Regions from separate parts of the Drosophila melanogaster genome. Here region 1 is linked to region 2. Evidence: chromatin contacts called from public targeted proximity ligation data. All regions are on one chromosome and are shown on one strand. The core of a region is the stretch at or near the end of the contact, and the rest is flanking DNA. Distances in the headings are between cores, read along the strand shown. Region 1 holds the start of corn (cornetto). Region 2 holds the start of LanA (Laminin A).

Region 1 (3,798 bases), core at 1,210-3,709, 940 kb after region 2:
AATGTGTCACACGATTTGTTCGACGAGTGGAAAGTACAAGAACGGTGGCTTGCTTGCTTCTAGCGGCTCTTGCACCGGAAACTGCACTAATTGATGCTTAATTAGCGATTTCCTCAGCTCACTCTCCATTACGACATCCCCCACTTCAAGTCGCCAAGTTGTCGCATTATGGAGTAACGGCTAACATGTCCGCTGCTCCATCAACCGGGGCGCTTATGAATATGGTAAACGCCATTTAAGCAGGCCGGAAAAATGGTAGCATATACCAATTATTAATTCAAGGAAATGGGAATCGATTGAGCACATTGATACTATTTACTTGACAAATGTATATACTTTTCTAAGTAAACTTAAAACGCAATTGCTTGCCTAAATCCATGCAAACATTAAGTATTACCAAACTTTTTAAGCAAAAAGTTTGGTTTTTGCTACATTTCCCTTTGTATCTTTAATGCAAAAACGTCATGCTGACCTCCATTTTGCAGCATAACTTTTTGCAGTGTGTCAAGTTGTGACTGTTTGACTGACTGAGTGACGGACTGACATTAAATTGCACTCTTCCTGATTGCTTCGTCGCTTCAAAATCGATTATCGCCGAAGTCATGCAACTGAAATTATATTCACCGCTTGCCACATCCATATATGTATGTACATATGTACATACGTATATACGCTTTTACATACAAAGTTAACGCTGCATAATGAAGCGGACTACGTGGCTAGGATACAAAATCCGGAAGCCCCTCAGTCCGGCGGTCCTGACCTTTTTAATTTCAGCTAAAAACCAAAGCCGCACGACGCCAACACACCTCTGACCCACCACAACCACCCTCTCGCCCACACGACGATGTGGCTTCAACATAAGACGCAGCTCATATTCGATAACCACTTTCTACCCGCCAATGAGTTACAGTGGAGATTGGGTAAGCTTAACTTTTATCCTGATACAAAAAACAAAATATTTGCTTAAATTTGGCTTGTTACATAAGCAAAACTTTCATTTTCTTCGTAAAGAAAATTAATTGTACTTAAATGCTATGGAAAAACTATAAAATTTTACACGTAAGAGCCATTTGCCTTTCCCCCATATCCCACATCCATTATAAAAAAATATAAAAAGGACATTAAGATTTGTTAATCGATTTCAATTTAAAACTGACATTAACAAACAAAAAAACGATGTATCAGTTGGTATTAGTAAACTTTCTAAGACCAAGTGAAGGCAATTTCTAATCAGTTTGTGCTCAAAGCGATATTCTCTGCAATTTAACTTAGAACTCGCAGAATGTTCTACTTAGTGGCGTTCCACTGTAGCTACTCACCCACGGAGCTGGAGTTGAAGGAGGAAAACTGTGCCAGCGGTTGAGGAGGTTGAGGCTGCTGCTGGAGTTTCGTTCGTTGATTCGCTCGTTTGCTGTTTTGTTTGTTTGTTTGTCGGATTGTTGCTGTCTTTGTCGCTCAGTTGTTGTTCCTTTGGTGGGCGACGATGGAAATGTCAGAGGGTCGCGGTATTGGTATTACGGCCTCCCAGGGCATTCTCTTTTCGCTTGAGTTTTGATTTTTTTTTTTGCTTTGCCTGATAATTCTATTATTGCTCTCGCTCTCTTGGGGGGGAGTGCAAAATAATGGATGGCAATTCGCGGACGGAAATTTGCGAATTTAGCGCGTCGCTTCAATTTTGTGCAAATTGAATGCACAAACACTGAGAAGTGGAGAGAAATTACTAACTTCGGCGTTCTCCCTGTCTCCCACACACACACATACACGTGCACGCGCGAAATTTCGTGACAGCTGCAGCTGGAGAAGAAGAAGAGCATGAATGATCGCTCAAGGACTCGGTATCGTCCTGCCGTTTCCTCTCTCTCTTTCTCTCTCTGGTTCACTTCCTTTTGTTGTTCCGTTTACCTAACACAACGGCTTATTTGTATTGTCAGGACCAACTCACACACACGCACATACACGTACACTAGCGCACTGCAGCTGAGCCCAAAGGAAAAATCGATGATGAATCTGCGAATTAAAAGTCTATAGCCGCACATCGATTAATCTGCAGCTGAAGCGAGTCGCTTTAATTTAGTTTTTCAGCCTTGTTTTTGCTGCTTACGAGGAAAAAGACAGCAAGGCTTCGTTGAAAAACCCGTTCGGCGCGCAGGAAAGTCGGAAAAACGAAAATCGTATAGCGGCTTGGTAACAAAACGCGCCCACTCGCGGAAAACAACAAGTTTAAATATTAATTAAATCGATTTATATTTACTAAATCATAATATACATCGCTATTACTTCATGTAGGCGAGCAGAAGCACACTCCACGTCGAATTTATTGTTCGTTTGCTTAAAAAATCAGTTTCAATTGCCGCAACTCCGTTGGCATTAAAGTTATAACGATGTTTCTTTAATAATATTTTTTAATGGTAACCGAAAAAACAGCGCGCGCTGCTGCGCTCTCCCGAAAAATTACAGAGAGAATGCGTTGCGAGCTGCTTATATAGATTTTTAAAATATCAGAGAAACCAAATGATGGTAATGTAAAAATACCAAAGCCGGGAAATCGCGTTTTAACAGTCTGTTAACAGTCTGGCGTATCACACTGTTAATTCTCTTCAGCGGTTAAATGTATCTATTGGATGCGCCAAATATATCTTATCCATATTAACAGCTATTTTGATTAAGAAAACTTAGACTCGTTTAGTTTTATTTAAAATTTTTTAATAGTTTTGAATTATTATACCTTTTGTCGATTTTTAAATATAAGTAAACGTAAGGAATGATTTTAACCGCTTGTGGTTAAGACTGCATATTTTGGCGGGCACAATTCAAAAGCAATCATGAAAATACCACAATAAAAATACTAGTCTCAAGCGGTAATGTCTTATACGTAGTCTTATACCTTAAAATTAAATAGCAGTTCTGTAAAATATTTAACCGTTTAGTATTTCTAAAATAATGTGCTAAACCTGATTTATGCAATTATTAAGATCCCAAAACATTTTCAAAAAATTGTGTAAATTTCTTAATACTTTATATTCTTAAAATTTTCGATGATTTAAAACGATAAAATAATTGTTTTAAAATTACACACTTGGACGAAATTCAAAATTAAAATTATATCAAAATAATGTCATATTTCACAAAATCGTAAAAAATAATAAAAGGTATGCTTATAAAAATACGCAGAATATTTATAATGCATATAATATGCAGAAATACAAAAGTAAGAAGAATTTCGCAAAAATATGAAATATGTTTGAGGTTACGTTCGGCAATGAAATTATGTAACATTAAAAACACGTGATCAATGGAAGTAATTTCCCAAAAACCCATGAATGCGATTTGGTTAAAAATAGCTCAGATGACGTCACATTTATCGTGTGGTTTGTATGAGTATGTGACTGATAAAGAAAGGCAAATGTTTACAGTCCGAAAGTCGCGATTAGCTTGGCGCCAAAGTTGCCTATAAAAGCTCATCGACCGAATGCCGCAGAAGCCAGTCAAATTCAAGTGTTCAAGTGAAGCAGTCGAAACATAAGCAACAGATTCCGCAGCAGTTATATCCAGTTCAGAGAAACAGTAGTTAATCAGTAATTAAAGTGTTGAGTGAATTTCTTATCGGGTCAGTTGTAAACTAGTGCAAAAATGTCGCAATCCGATAACGTGGCACGTGAGCAAACTGCGGCAAATGCAGGGCCGGATGCATGTCAAGGATGCCGCGGCCAATTGCCAAATGCCACGCCCGTGGAAGTCGAGGACATGGCCTTGCCGTCGATGGAGCGTCTCATTCGAAAGGCCAACATGGCCCAG
Region 2 (4,326 bases), core at 396-2,895:
CCAATGTCTCATATTCAGTTGCATTTTGTGAATTAGGAAAAGTGCAACTAAGGAATTAACACGAATGAGATCATGCTGAGCTGTTGAAATCTTAGCGCAATTATTCTCAAAATTAAATTCCCGACCTCGTGGATTACTCGCTTCCGTTGCAAGTGAGATAAGAACGTAGGCGAGTCCGAGGCACAACTTTTTATAGAACAAACTGAGAAACAATCTGATGATAAGACTGTAGTTTCTTGCGACTCGGGCCCATTATCAGGCTGCTCTCAATTCATATTTGTCGCATGCTGGTGTGCCTTAAGAAACATAATGCCTTTATCGCTAAAAAAAACCATTCCGAATGAACCGCTCGAAAAAGTCAATGCTCCGAGTCGGTTTCTAAGCAGCCTGTAAACCGAGAACTCCCATTCAAAAGTGTGTGTATGTATGTTCGTACATATCTCTGTGTATATTGTATGTAGGGACTGCTGACATACTGATAACCCACAACTCCAAAGCCTTCCCCTTTGCCAACAACAAATACTCGAGCTCAGCAACATTTTTTTCGTTCAGTTTTTGCTGTGTCGACGTCGACGAAATGAAAACCCATTAAAATTGTTTTCAAATTTTACGATCCGATCCCATCGGTCGAACCCGAAAACGAGTTGCATCCATCCACCGTCTCCCCGTCTCTATGCGTTTCTTAGGCGGATACCTTTGGTATCTTTTATGTTCTCTGCTGCTTACCTGTTCGAAGTTGATGGTCAAATTGACTTCATTGAATTTCATGCCCCTGGACAACGGAGGACTCTGCCACCAGGCCTCGGTGCCATCGATCGCGTTCTCTGGCGGATGATTCCTCTCCGGCACCGTGGGATCGCAGTAATCGCAGACCTACAAAAACGCAGAAAACACATGTTAGAAAAAGAAAATGGAATCCAAATTCAGTCCAGAGTATTTTTAGAGCCCAATTCGAATGTTCAACACATGTGGGGGACGTCTAAATGCAGTGCACACTTGAAATATAAAGTTTTGATTTTTAACTAAATAATAGTTTGAAGAAATTCTTAATTAAGTTGGATAACCAATATAATCGATTGTAATTTGTTATCTCTCCTGATTCAGCTTTATTTTGAAATTAAACATTAACTTTTTTTCAGTGTAAAGTTAAAGATTATCTCATCATGTGTGTATACTGAAAAGATTTTTGGGCGTTGCTGGATGTCGATTATAGTTACCTGTCCCTGGATAACTGAATAGTCGATATGATCGTGTTCCGTATTGGCTCCCACTAGTTTGCAGTAGAGCTCTGGTCCATCCGTATCCTGGCCACACGTAGCTGTGGCATAAATCTTCCTGCCCGTGGCCAGATTGAAATATGGTGGCGTTAGCTCCGCCTGGCAATAGGAGATGGCCAGGATTACTAGCAGAGCCCCAATGGAGGCCACTCCGTGCCCCATTGTGCCGAGAGTTCAAGCACCCGCGCTGCGATAACGACAGTCCTTTCTCCACGGACCACTTCCGGTTCTATCTCTTTCTTTCCCGGTTCACTTATGTATGTATTTCACTTTCTTATCTGCTGTATTTCACTTTTTTCACTGTTCTTTTCGTATTCCTTTGGTGGAGCTCATCCAACCGCACTGGATGGCTCTTCTCGAGCAACTGATGGCACCGCAGCGAGAAGTTTTCCTCGAGACCCCGAAAAATTTGATTTTGATAGTCGTCCGATCGGCTCTTTTCGTATGCCTTCGGCTTTTCTCGTCTTCGGCATTCTATACAGCTGAGAGAACGATAGTCTTTCCGACCCTATAATGTATTCACATCCTCTTATCCGTCTTATTTCAGAAAATTCTGAAGCCGGAATAAAAGATACGGATTATCGCCATTTGACTTATGAGGTTATATAATCATTTAAAATATATGTAATTGTATTTAATTTGTTCATTATATCAGCATTCTTCTTGGGTTCATCATAACCTAGGATAATACGAACGTTAGTTGCTAGGATTGTTAACTTAGTTCTATCACCTGTAACCAAAGTTACTTAAGACCAAGATTGTAACATCATTTCAATGCAGTTTGGTGCTTTTACTATCATCTCACATGAAATGTGTTTATAAGTTATAATGATAATTGTCTTTTGAGAATGCCCAAAAAATTTGACGAAAAATTCAAATTTCATGTGTGTTCCTTGATAAATATTCTTTCCTCATTACATCGCAGCACATCTAACTGGTCTCGCAGTTGGTGAGCAACTGATTAAACTGCAGCGAGAAGTTTTCCCGAGGCCCCAAAAGTTTTGGTGTTCGTAGTCGCTCGATCGGCAGTCGATCGGGTGCTCTTCTCTTTGGCACTTTAATTTAACTGAGAGAATGTCCGCTTATCCGATTTTGTTTTGCTCTGAACGTATGTTTACAAAATCTTTTCCAGCTATTTGTTTTTTTTCTCATTCGCCGGCCGGGCGGAATCGGAACAAAACAAAACGGAAAACCGGTTCGTTGTCATCGGGGAACGTTGTGGAATGGGTGAAACGCCTTCCGCTTATGAAGATTGACTTTAGCACTAAGAAAATGTATACTCTATCTTCTATTGAAATGTACTACTTTAAGCTTGAACGCTTGAAATAATCTCAACAATACTCCAGCCACAGCTTGATAAATTCATAGCGTTAAGCTGGGATAATTTCTTACTTTTAAGGGTTCTTAAATTGATAATATGGATAGAGCTTGTGAAAGAATTAAGCATTGATATTACAACACAAGCGATAGCTTAAAAGTACTGCTATTAGACACCGAACATTTTTATTAAGTTTTTATTGCAGCCTTTAACGTAATTTAATTTATATGTGCTTAGCCATTCGTGTAGCATTTAAAATCAAACTTATTTAAATGATTTTCCATTAAGCTATTGCCACCTTTCGTTTACCCAGAAGTGTAATAGCTTACTGAAGTAATTGTTGTTAAAGCAAAATAACTGCTACAAAACTCACTCAGGCCTGACCAAAGAATCGAAAATTGCGCACCTCAATTTTAGCCCACGATCGACAAAATCTTGAAGTTTATTGCTATACCGATTAAAAGAGCCAAATACAGAGACTAGCTAGCAGCAGCAACTATTGAAAATCACAATCACAGCTAAATATTGTGCAAAATTCATGACCAAAGTGTTGGGGCAATTCGGATTTCGCGTTTTGTATTTTTTTTTGGTAACTGTATTGGTTGTAGCCAAACTCGTTTTCCGCCGTTTGCAATGACATAAGTAAATGCATTGATAAAGACTGTGTCGAGTGTCAGAACGGCCAGTTCTTTTTATTTTTGGCCTCAATTGCTGCGCCTGCGCAGCAGCTTAAGCTTCTCAGCTTCTCATGGCTGTATGTAAACGAGTTCTGATGACGTAATTCGCATCGCGCGGTTCTGCGCCTTTGCCTTATGCAATACACGCAAATGAACATTGCCGAAAAAATTAATGGAAATATGTGCTTGTAAAAAAAACTCAGGAAAAAATTCGACGATTGCAACATTAACAAGAAGTTCTCGATTTGGCTTAGCCCACACAGCAGCTGCACAGTGGGCCATAAAGTATCAGATTCCGAAAAGTTTTCCATTTATATACAAAGTATTCAAAGCGATTATTTTTTTGAAATAAAAATAAATGTAATTTTTTCACATGTAAATAATTATATTATTAATCTGAAAATCAGGTAAGAGTTGCAAATAATTTTACAATAAACTCATTAAAATTCACCGACTCCAGAGTGACAAAAAATGCTTGCACGGTACAAAAAATAATGGAGAAAGATAATTAACAAAAACGTTGCATGCTTAATTGACACTCACTTGCTAAAAATATAATGTGTGTAAATAAGCACTTAAAAAAGAATAAATAGCTATTGCAACACCAGCAAAAAACTTTTTCTGCACAGTGGTGATGTGATATGTGATAAAAGATATCTGCATTTTGGCCAAATACGAAGTGAAATTACTGACTTGCACAGTGAGGCAAGTCCACATTTGCACATTTTGCGATTACACGGCCATTCATATTTCAATTTGACTTTATGTGCTAATTAGCCCATTAAAACCTCAACGCCTCTAAGTGGCACGACCTTTTCGCCAACCAATTTGCTCCACTGTGCCGCCTCTGCCCACGTCGACGTCAACGGAGCAGCTGCCGCTCACCAAATGATTTCACTTATTCGCGATTGCATGCCCAGATTCGTGTTCAATTTGGTTCTAAGTCTCGTCGCGTGTGCATGAAGGCAGTTCTTTGAGTTCTCGACTTTATCGCCATGGTGCTGCTGCGAGTGATCAAGTATCTAGTTGGTTAGTGAGAGTGTTTTGGCCAGGT

The links.
Region 1: a contact with region 2 is called in a targeted proximity ligation map of the Kc167 cell line, with 7 times the contacts expected there.

What each region holds. Positions count from the first base shown.
Region 1 is chr3L:7,154,614-7,158,411 of dm6, forward strand. It overlaps corn (cornetto), which reads right to left and starts at 2,460. Exons shown (of 8, transcript NM_168193.3): 1 at 1,323-2,460. CG8620 reads left to right here and starts at 3,486. Exons shown (of 2, transcript NM_144196.2): 1 at 3,486-3,798. The coding sequence starts at 3,634.
Region 2 is chr3L:6,216,377-6,220,702 of dm6, forward strand. LanA (Laminin A) reads right to left here and starts at 1,646. Exons shown (of 15, transcript NM_057269.3): 1 at 1,218-1,646; 2 at 727-873. The coding sequence starts at 1,439. CG33946 reads left to right here and starts at 4,202. Exons shown (of 2, transcript NM_001316477.1): 1 at 4,202-4,301. The coding sequence starts at 4,268.